2 separate regions of the Hordeum vulgare genome follow, and region 1 is linked to region 2. Evidence: chromatin contacts called from public Hi-C data. All regions are on one chromosome and are shown on one strand. The core of a region is the stretch at or near the end of the contact, and the rest is flanking DNA. Distances in the headings are between cores, read along the strand shown. Region 1 holds the start of LOC123448283. Region 2 holds the start of LOC123448282 (ciliary rootlet coiled-coil protein 2).

The links. A called contact is a pair of places that touch in the nucleus more often than the background predicts.
Region 1: a Hi-C map of leaf shows a contact between it and region 2, with 2.7 times the contacts expected there. The contact joins the promoter of LOC123448283 here to the promoter of LOC123448282 in region 2. A contact is called at or near these places in 2 of 6 Hi-C or Micro-C datasets (leaf and seedling).

The regions. Positions count from the first base shown.
Region 1 is chr4H:163,978,721-163,982,720 of MorexV3_pseudomolecules_assembly, reverse strand. LOC123448283 reads right to left here and starts at 1,739. Exons shown (of 4, transcript XM_045125136.1): 1 at 1,390-1,739; 2 at 262-344; 3 at 1-174. The coding sequence starts at 1,655.
Region 2 is chr4H:163,669,066-163,672,985 of MorexV3_pseudomolecules_assembly, reverse strand. It overlaps LOC123448282 (ciliary rootlet coiled-coil protein 2), which reads left to right and starts at 2,086. Exons shown (of 18, transcript XM_045125132.1): 1 at 2,086-2,244; 2 at 2,605-2,668; 3 at 3,647-3,740; 4 at 3,820-3,920. The coding sequence starts at 2,608.

The DNA of each region.
Region 1 (4,000 bases), core at 490-2,989, 310 kb before region 2:
GGAAGAAGAGTCGGACGCTGCGCCGCTCCGCAGCCTTGCGGAGGGCGACGAGCGACGGCGGCAGCTTGGCGCCCGGGCGTCCCTCGAAGTTCCGGCCGAAGTTGCTGCCGAAGTCGCCGAGCAGCCTGTGGGTCGACTCCCTCACCAGGCTCGTCTGCTCCAGCAAGTTGTAATCTGCACGCACGCGGAGAAAAAATAGGGGACGGTGAGCATGGACGGAGCGGGGGACTGTACATGGGGTCGGGGGATGAATCTGCTCACCGAAGAGGAGCTGGGTGTCGTCGAAATGGGCGAGCGGGATGGGGGCACAATCAAATGATTCATCAAAGAATTTACTCATATCCCTAACATCCATTTGCATGTCTACAGCTCATAAGTAAATCAACAGACACTAGATTTCACTTCCCGAACAAAGAGGGAATTTAAAATATTTAAGGATACATTGTAGCCATCAGCGACCATATCCTCTGACATAAGTGCAAACATCAGAGCATGGGAAGAAAATTTAAATTAGCAGAGTGAGTGTAATCATCGAGCCTAGGTTTAGAAGCGCATCCTGAACTTTATCCAGAAGACCAGAACAGCCCATCGAGGGTGCAAAACACAAGTAGTGAAAATCAGATGTGCTGCCGTGTGTTTAACGTGTCAATGCAGTATTGATGGCATGCATCATAATACTAAATCCCAGAGCAACTTTGGGTTACTGGGGAACAAGTCAGATCAAGGTTGGTTTTAGTTTCGATTATTATCAAATAGAGATGTGCTGGTTTCAAATGTGTGCTTCCATATTACTGTCCCTACCACATTTGGCTATGCCAGTTCGCAATGACTACTTTTGTGTGGCATCAACATCACAACCCTGTCAATTCACACATTGCCAAACTGTAGCAGCATAGCACATTACCCTATCCAGAGTATAATTATCAGATTAGTGGAAGTGATATATGTCAGCATGTGGACTGATAGAATTGCATTATCTGATTGCCATGTCGTTATATACACAACAGATACAGGAAGCACTGGAGCTAAATCACCACCTAGACAAGGAGCTATCCATAAACTATTGCCGTGACAGCAATTTCGACCCCCAACATACGGTGACTGTGCTCTGTGCAAGCAGCTAATCCAAAAGATCACCCGCTCGCTGGTTCATGCCAATCACCCCATCCCTTCACAAATCACAATCAAGCACCTATTTGAACCGAACCTGAAAAGGCGGAAAGGGAATTCCTACTTCCGGAAAAGAGAGACGAATGCACAAGCAGTCAAGCACCACCACCACGAGCACAAATCAGCTACTCCAGTTCGGGCACTAGGCGAGCGGCAGTCTCGTCTATGCGAAGCAATCGTGAGGAGGAGAGCGGAAGAGGGGAAGGGGGGAGGACGTACGGGCGGACGAAGGGGCGCAACGCGGCGTAGCGCTGGTACCAGTCGTAGGGTGCGCCGCCCTCCTCCACATAGCGCGCGTCCCAGTACCCCGCCTCCCCGTAGCTGAACACCGCGCCGCCGCCGCTCCCGGTGCCGTCGCTCCTGGTGTCCCCCTCCTTCTCCGCCCCGCGAGGCGACAGCGGCGGCGACGACGACGACATCGCCCGGGGAAGGCGGGGGGCGCGGGCGAGAGGTGGATCTGGGCTGCGGGGAAGATCGGATGCCATAGGTCGTGGGGAGAGAGAGATGGGGATCGCCAGGAGAGATGTGGTCGTGGGGGAGAGAGAGATTATCTTTCACTTTTTTTTTTCTCGGTTCTTTTCACTTTGGGCAGCCAGCCTATCACATGTGAGGCCACGGATCACTCTGTGAAACAGATCCTGGCCATCCACTCCTCCTACATCCAACGTTTCAAAACTCTCCCCTCATCCAACACACACTTCTTTCACTTTTCTCTTCTTTTTTTCAATTGGTAGAACTTAATGACCAATTTATGCAATAGTATCATGACCTAATGGACACAAAAGGTCATAACATTATGGGCTTTGGACCCTCTTATACTTGCCATGACTAATTTCGGAATTTTGGTCATGGATCAATGACCAATTAAACCACCTTCATTATTTTTGGTCGTAATTGAGCATTTTTCTTGTAGTGAACCAAATAATAAAGAGTCTCTTGTGTCCCCAACACACCCAATACGATGGTAAATTGCATAGGTGCACTAGTTCAGCAAATATATGGTGACACAACTGTAATATGGATGGTAGAAATATGTTTTAATAATCTAAATAAATAAAAACATCAAGGTAGAAATTCAAAAAACTTAGCACAAACGGTATTGCAATGCTTGAAAATGAGGCCTAGGGTCCATACTTTCGCTAGTGCAATCTCTCAATAATACTAATATAATTGGATCACACAACAATCCCTCAACGTGTGATGAAGAATCACTCCAAAGTTCCTACCTAGCGGAGAACATAAGAAGAAATTGTTTGTAGGGTACGAAAAACCTCAAAGTTATTCTTTGTGATCGATCTATCCACGAGTTCGTACTAAAATAACACAAGTTATCCTTTCCGATCGATCTATCTAAGAGTTCGTACAAAAATAACACGAAAACAAATTCAGATTCATAATACTCAATACAACACAAAGAACCTCAAAGAGTGCCCCAATATTTCTACTAGAGAAACAAAGACGAGAACGTGCATCAACCCCTATGCATAGATTACCCCAGTGTCACCTTGGGAATCCGCGAGTTCAGTGCCTAACCCTATATCAAGTGAATCAATATGATATCTCATTGTCACCACGCGTATTCATAGCAAGACATAAATCAAGTGCTCTCAAATCCATAAAAGTATTCAATCCAATAAAATGAATTCTCAAAGGGAAAACTCAATTCACCACCACAAAATAGAGAGGGAGAAACAACATATGATCCAACTATATTAAGAAAGCACGCAATACATCAAGGTTGTGCCATCTCAAGAACATGAGAGAGAGAGATTAAACACATAGCTACTGGTATAAACCCCCACCCCCGAGGGTGGAATACTCCCTCCTCATCATGGTGTCCATAGGGATCATGAAAATGGCCTTCAGTGATGATCTCCCCCTTTTGCAGGGTGCCAGACCGGGCTTCCAATTAGTTTTTTTATGGCTACAGAGGCTTGTGGCGGTGGAACTTCTCATCTAGGGTTATTTCTCAAGGTTTCTCTATTTATAGGAATTTTTGGCATTGGAATCACGCCAAGATGGGCCACGAGGTGCCCACTACCCACCAGGTCGTGCCACGGGGGCAGTCGCGCCCTGGTGTCTAGTGTGCAGCCTGGGCGTCCTCTGGTTGGCTTCCTTGTTCCGGTGGATGTCTTATGGGCAGAAAAAATCTCCAAAATGTTTTGTGACATTTGGACTGCTTTTGATATTGTTTTTTTGCAAAGTAAAAAACAAGGAAAAAACAACAACTGTCAATGGGCACTATGCCAATAGGTTAGTCCCAAAAATGATATAAAGGTGCTATAAAATGATTGTAGAACATCCAAGAATGATGATATAATAACATGGAACAATCAAAAAAATATAGATAAGTTGGAGACATATCAGCATCCCCAAGCTTAATTTAGGTTCATCCTCGAGTAGGTAAATTTTTGATGTGGAATGTTGCCTAACATGTTCATCATATTATTATCTTTTATAGCATGGACATGTGGAATTGGAGATGATTCAAAGCAATAGTCTATAATTTCACATGAAAACTTTAATACTCATGCATATCAACAAGCAACGAAGTCTTTCAAAATATCAGCATTAAAGAATGATATCCCTAGCCCATTTGCTCAATTATTGATGAATTCATGCAACACACCCAAATATTAGCTACATCCAATGCTCAAGTATGATAACAGTGTTCCGTAGTTGGTGCCTTATAAGAGAAGATGAGACTCAAATAAAAATAAAAATTGCATAAATTAAATAGAGGCCCTTCACAGAGGTATGCAGAGATTTGTAGCGGTGTGAGAGCTCAAAGCGAAAAAATTGAGAGATGCAATATTTTGGATGGCGTGAT
Region 2 (3,920 bases), core at 837-3,336:
TCACATCGCGGGGCCTGACGCGGTCGGAGGCGAGCTTTTGGACGACCTCCTCGACGTCGCGCGCGGTCGCCATGGCACAGCGCCCACGGCAGCCAGATGGAGGCGGCCTCCTCCTCCTGACCGAGCACGGCAACGACGATAGCCACATGGAGGGGTCCTCCCTCCTCCCGCTGCTATCCGGTCCTCCCTCCTCCCGCTGCTATCCGGTCCTCCCTCCTCCCGCTGCTATCCGCTCCTCCCTCTCTCTTATCTCTTTCTCTCCCCCTCTCTCTCTTTCTCTCCCCCTCTCTCTCTACCAAGGCGGGCGCAACGGAAGGGGGGGGAGTACCTGCAGTGGGGCCGACGAAGCCGAGCGCGACGACCCACTGGCTGGCGATCCCAAAGTGGCTGTGCGGGAGCATGCTGCACCCTTCGCCGCCGAGGCTCTGCACGCGCAACAGAAACACTCGTCAGTCCCCGCCACCGTACAGACAGCCGCATGCAGAATCGACGGGGCGTGAGGCGCGGCTGACCTTGGAGAAGGGCGCGGTGTAGAGGAGCGCGGCGGATGGAGAGGTGACGGAGCGACGAGCACAACCGGCGGCGGCAGCGAGGATCGGGATCGGGATGGGGAGGGAGTTGGGAGTGGGGGAGGCGGAGACGTGTGCTCGTGTTAGCGATTTTTTTTTCCGTTGGGCTGATTTCTGGGCCACGTCGAACGCCGGGTGGGCTGCCTGTTTTACGCGCGTGTGTCAATCGTACGTGGAAGGTGATCGAGGTTGAACCATCACGACGGCAGATCCTCCTTTAATAGTAGAGATACGTGGGCTGGATCATTAGTTAAGTAAGGAAAAAAAAGGAAAGGATTTCGCCCATGCAAGTCAGCAGAAAAATTGAACCAAATCTCGATGAGAAGCAACAGAGTACGAGAGGTGGGAGGTGGGTGTACCGGAGGCGAGTTGGGCTGGTTTGGCCCTGACGGTATTGCGGGCGAGGAGGCGGCAGAAGGTCACAGCGCGGTCGCCCTGCAGCAACGTCCCCAGCAGCTTAACCCCTTCCTGCAGCCACGTCCCCACGTCCCCAGCAGCTTAACCCCTTCCTGCAGCAGCAACATGGCACATCACAGAGGTCATCGTCGGAGCAGATTTGGGGGCAGAGCAAAGGAGAAGGGAGCAGGGTACTCATATCGCGGGGCCTGACGCGGTCGGAGGCGAGCTTTTGGACGACCTCCTCGACGTCGCGCGCGGTCGCCATGGCACAACGCCCACGGCAGCCAGATGGAGGCGGCCTCCTCCTCCTGACCGAGCATGGCAACGACGACAGCCACATGGAAGGGTCCTCCCTCCTCCCGCTGCTATCCGGTCCTCCCTCCTCCCGCTGTTATCCGGTCCTCCCTCCTCCCGCTGCTATCCGGTCCTCCCTCCTCCCGCTGCTATCCGGTCCTCCCTCCTCCCGCTGCTATCCGGTCCTCCCTCTCTCTTATCTCTTTCTCTCCCCCTCTCTCTCTTTCTCTCCCCCCTCTCTCTACCAAGGCGGGCGCAACGAAAGGGGGGGGGGAGTACCTGCGGCGGGGCCGACACGGCCGAGCGCGACGACCCGCTGGCTGGCGATCCAGAAGTGGCTGTGCGGGAGCAGGCTGCACCCTTCGCCGCCCAGGCTCTGCACGCGCAACAGAAACACTCGTCAGTCCCCGCCACCGTACAGACAGCCGCATGCAGAATCGACGGGGCGTGAGGCGCGACTGACCTTGGAGAAGGGCGCGGTGTAGAGGAGCGCGGCGGATGGAGAGGTGACGGGGCGACAAGCACAACCGGCGGCGGCAGCGAGGATCGGGATCGGGATGGGGAGGGAGTTGGGAGTGGGGGAGGCGGAGACGTGTGCTCGTGTTAGCGATTTTTTTTCCGTTGGGCTGATTTCTGGGCCACGTCGAACGCCGGGTGGGCTGCCTGTTTTACGCGCGGGTGTCAATCGTACGTGGAAGGTGATCGAGGTTGAACCATCACGACGGCAGATCCTCCTTTAATAGTAGAGATTAACATACACGTGGAGTAGTGTGAACCCTAAAAAAAAAACGTGGAATACTGTGAAGAAGAGCATACAGCCGCTCGGACCCACAGAGCCTGCGAGGAGGAGCGACCATCTGGATTTGGGACATCTCTCGAAACCTCGTCTTGTCCTCCTCGGAGCCGGCGGCGAAGCGGCGGCGCTCTTCTCGACGACTGCCTGGAGGAGACGAACCCGCACATAAGTCCGCGTGGATTCAAGGTAGGCTTTGCTGAATCCCAGTCGAACCTATGCCTAATTTTTGGCCGGATTAGCAGGCTAGGGTTTCGTCCGCGTTTTAGCAATTGTGTCGATTCCCAGTTCGAAATCTTGGGAGAAATCCGTCCATGTCCCCTGTACTGCAGCACATTTTTTCTCCCACTTCTTCTTTGGTAGGAAGAAGCGGGTCTAGGGGATCGCTCCTGCTTCGTTGCAAGCCTGGGGTAGTACTATTGTGGTCAGAACTTGAGGCTTCCGTTGCACGGCTTTGATGTTTATGTTTACATGATGGCATGTAGTATATCAATTCATTTGCATTTTTATTCAAGAACATTAGTCTTATTCTATCTATTTTTTCTGTAGAAAATGGATGAGAAGCCATACGATGGTGAAGTATTAACTCGTCGAGTTGAAGAACTCCAGCGGGGTACTCACTCATATTTGTCATATATAAGATTGTCATTCATTTGTTTATACATTAGGTGATAACCCTAAATACTGCTTGTTTGCTGTGCCAATTGAAGTTGTTTGCATTAGATAAAACACTTCGGCCTGCAGATTAGTTTGGCTACATTGTTTTCTTTGTGCAAGTAGTTCAATTCAGTGCCCTCACTTACCCCTTTTTGGAATGGAGGTACTCCATTGGAAATTCAAGGGGGAATAGTACTAGTTCCTGGTTTCCTTCAGTAATTACTTCAAGATATAAAAGTGATATATACTCTGATATAAAGCGATATGTACTCCATTGGAAATTCAAGGGGGAACTCTAGCCTATGCACTTCAAGATATAAAAGCGATATGTACTCCATTGGAAATTCAAGGGGGAACTCCAGTCTATGCACTAGAGTTCCTTCCCTGATAATATGTACCCTGTCATAACTTAGCTATTCTCACATATTTGAGTAGATATTTTTTGCGAAGGATGTACTAGTTATTTTTAAAATTTTGTTCACTTTGTTAGCGGTGGCTTGCTGTACAAATTGGGAAAATACATGAAGTAGCTGCTGAAGTCCTTGGCTAATTCTGTTACATACATTGTTTCTGATAGACATTTAATGAGTCTTTATAATATTTCCAACCTTCTACAGCTTCGTTCAGCCATAGGAGTATTTCAGTATGCAGCAGTGTTGCTTCCTTTGGATACCATGTGTACATGGATAACATGTTGGGAAGTGGAAACTATTGGCAGATGTTACTAGTAATCAGAGATTTTCGATGGAAGATCAATGTGCCTATTTTCTCATACTTCAGATTGATGTCCTTTTGAATGGAGAGAACACCATGTTCTGTTTTCTCAAAGCTGCTAATGTAGACTATTGTTTTGGGAATAGTTCTAGTTTTCATTCTCTATTTCTTTTTTGGGTGGGATAGGTGCACACTTATTGATTGAAATATTCTTTGGCAGAACGTGATGAACTGAGAAAAGATATCGAGCAATTATGTATGCAACAAGCTGGGCCGGGTTATGTTTCTGTTGCAACTCAAATGCTTTCTCAGAGGTGCTACTATATGTTCTGTCCATGTTCCATCGTTATCATTGTAGCGGAAGTAAACCAATGTTTTGTTTTAACTATCCAGGACAACAGCTCTGGAGCAGGATATTGAGATCCTTCAGAAGAAGTTAAGTGGATGCTTAAGAGAGAACCAAAATTTGCAAGAGGAGCTTGCTGAGGCTTATC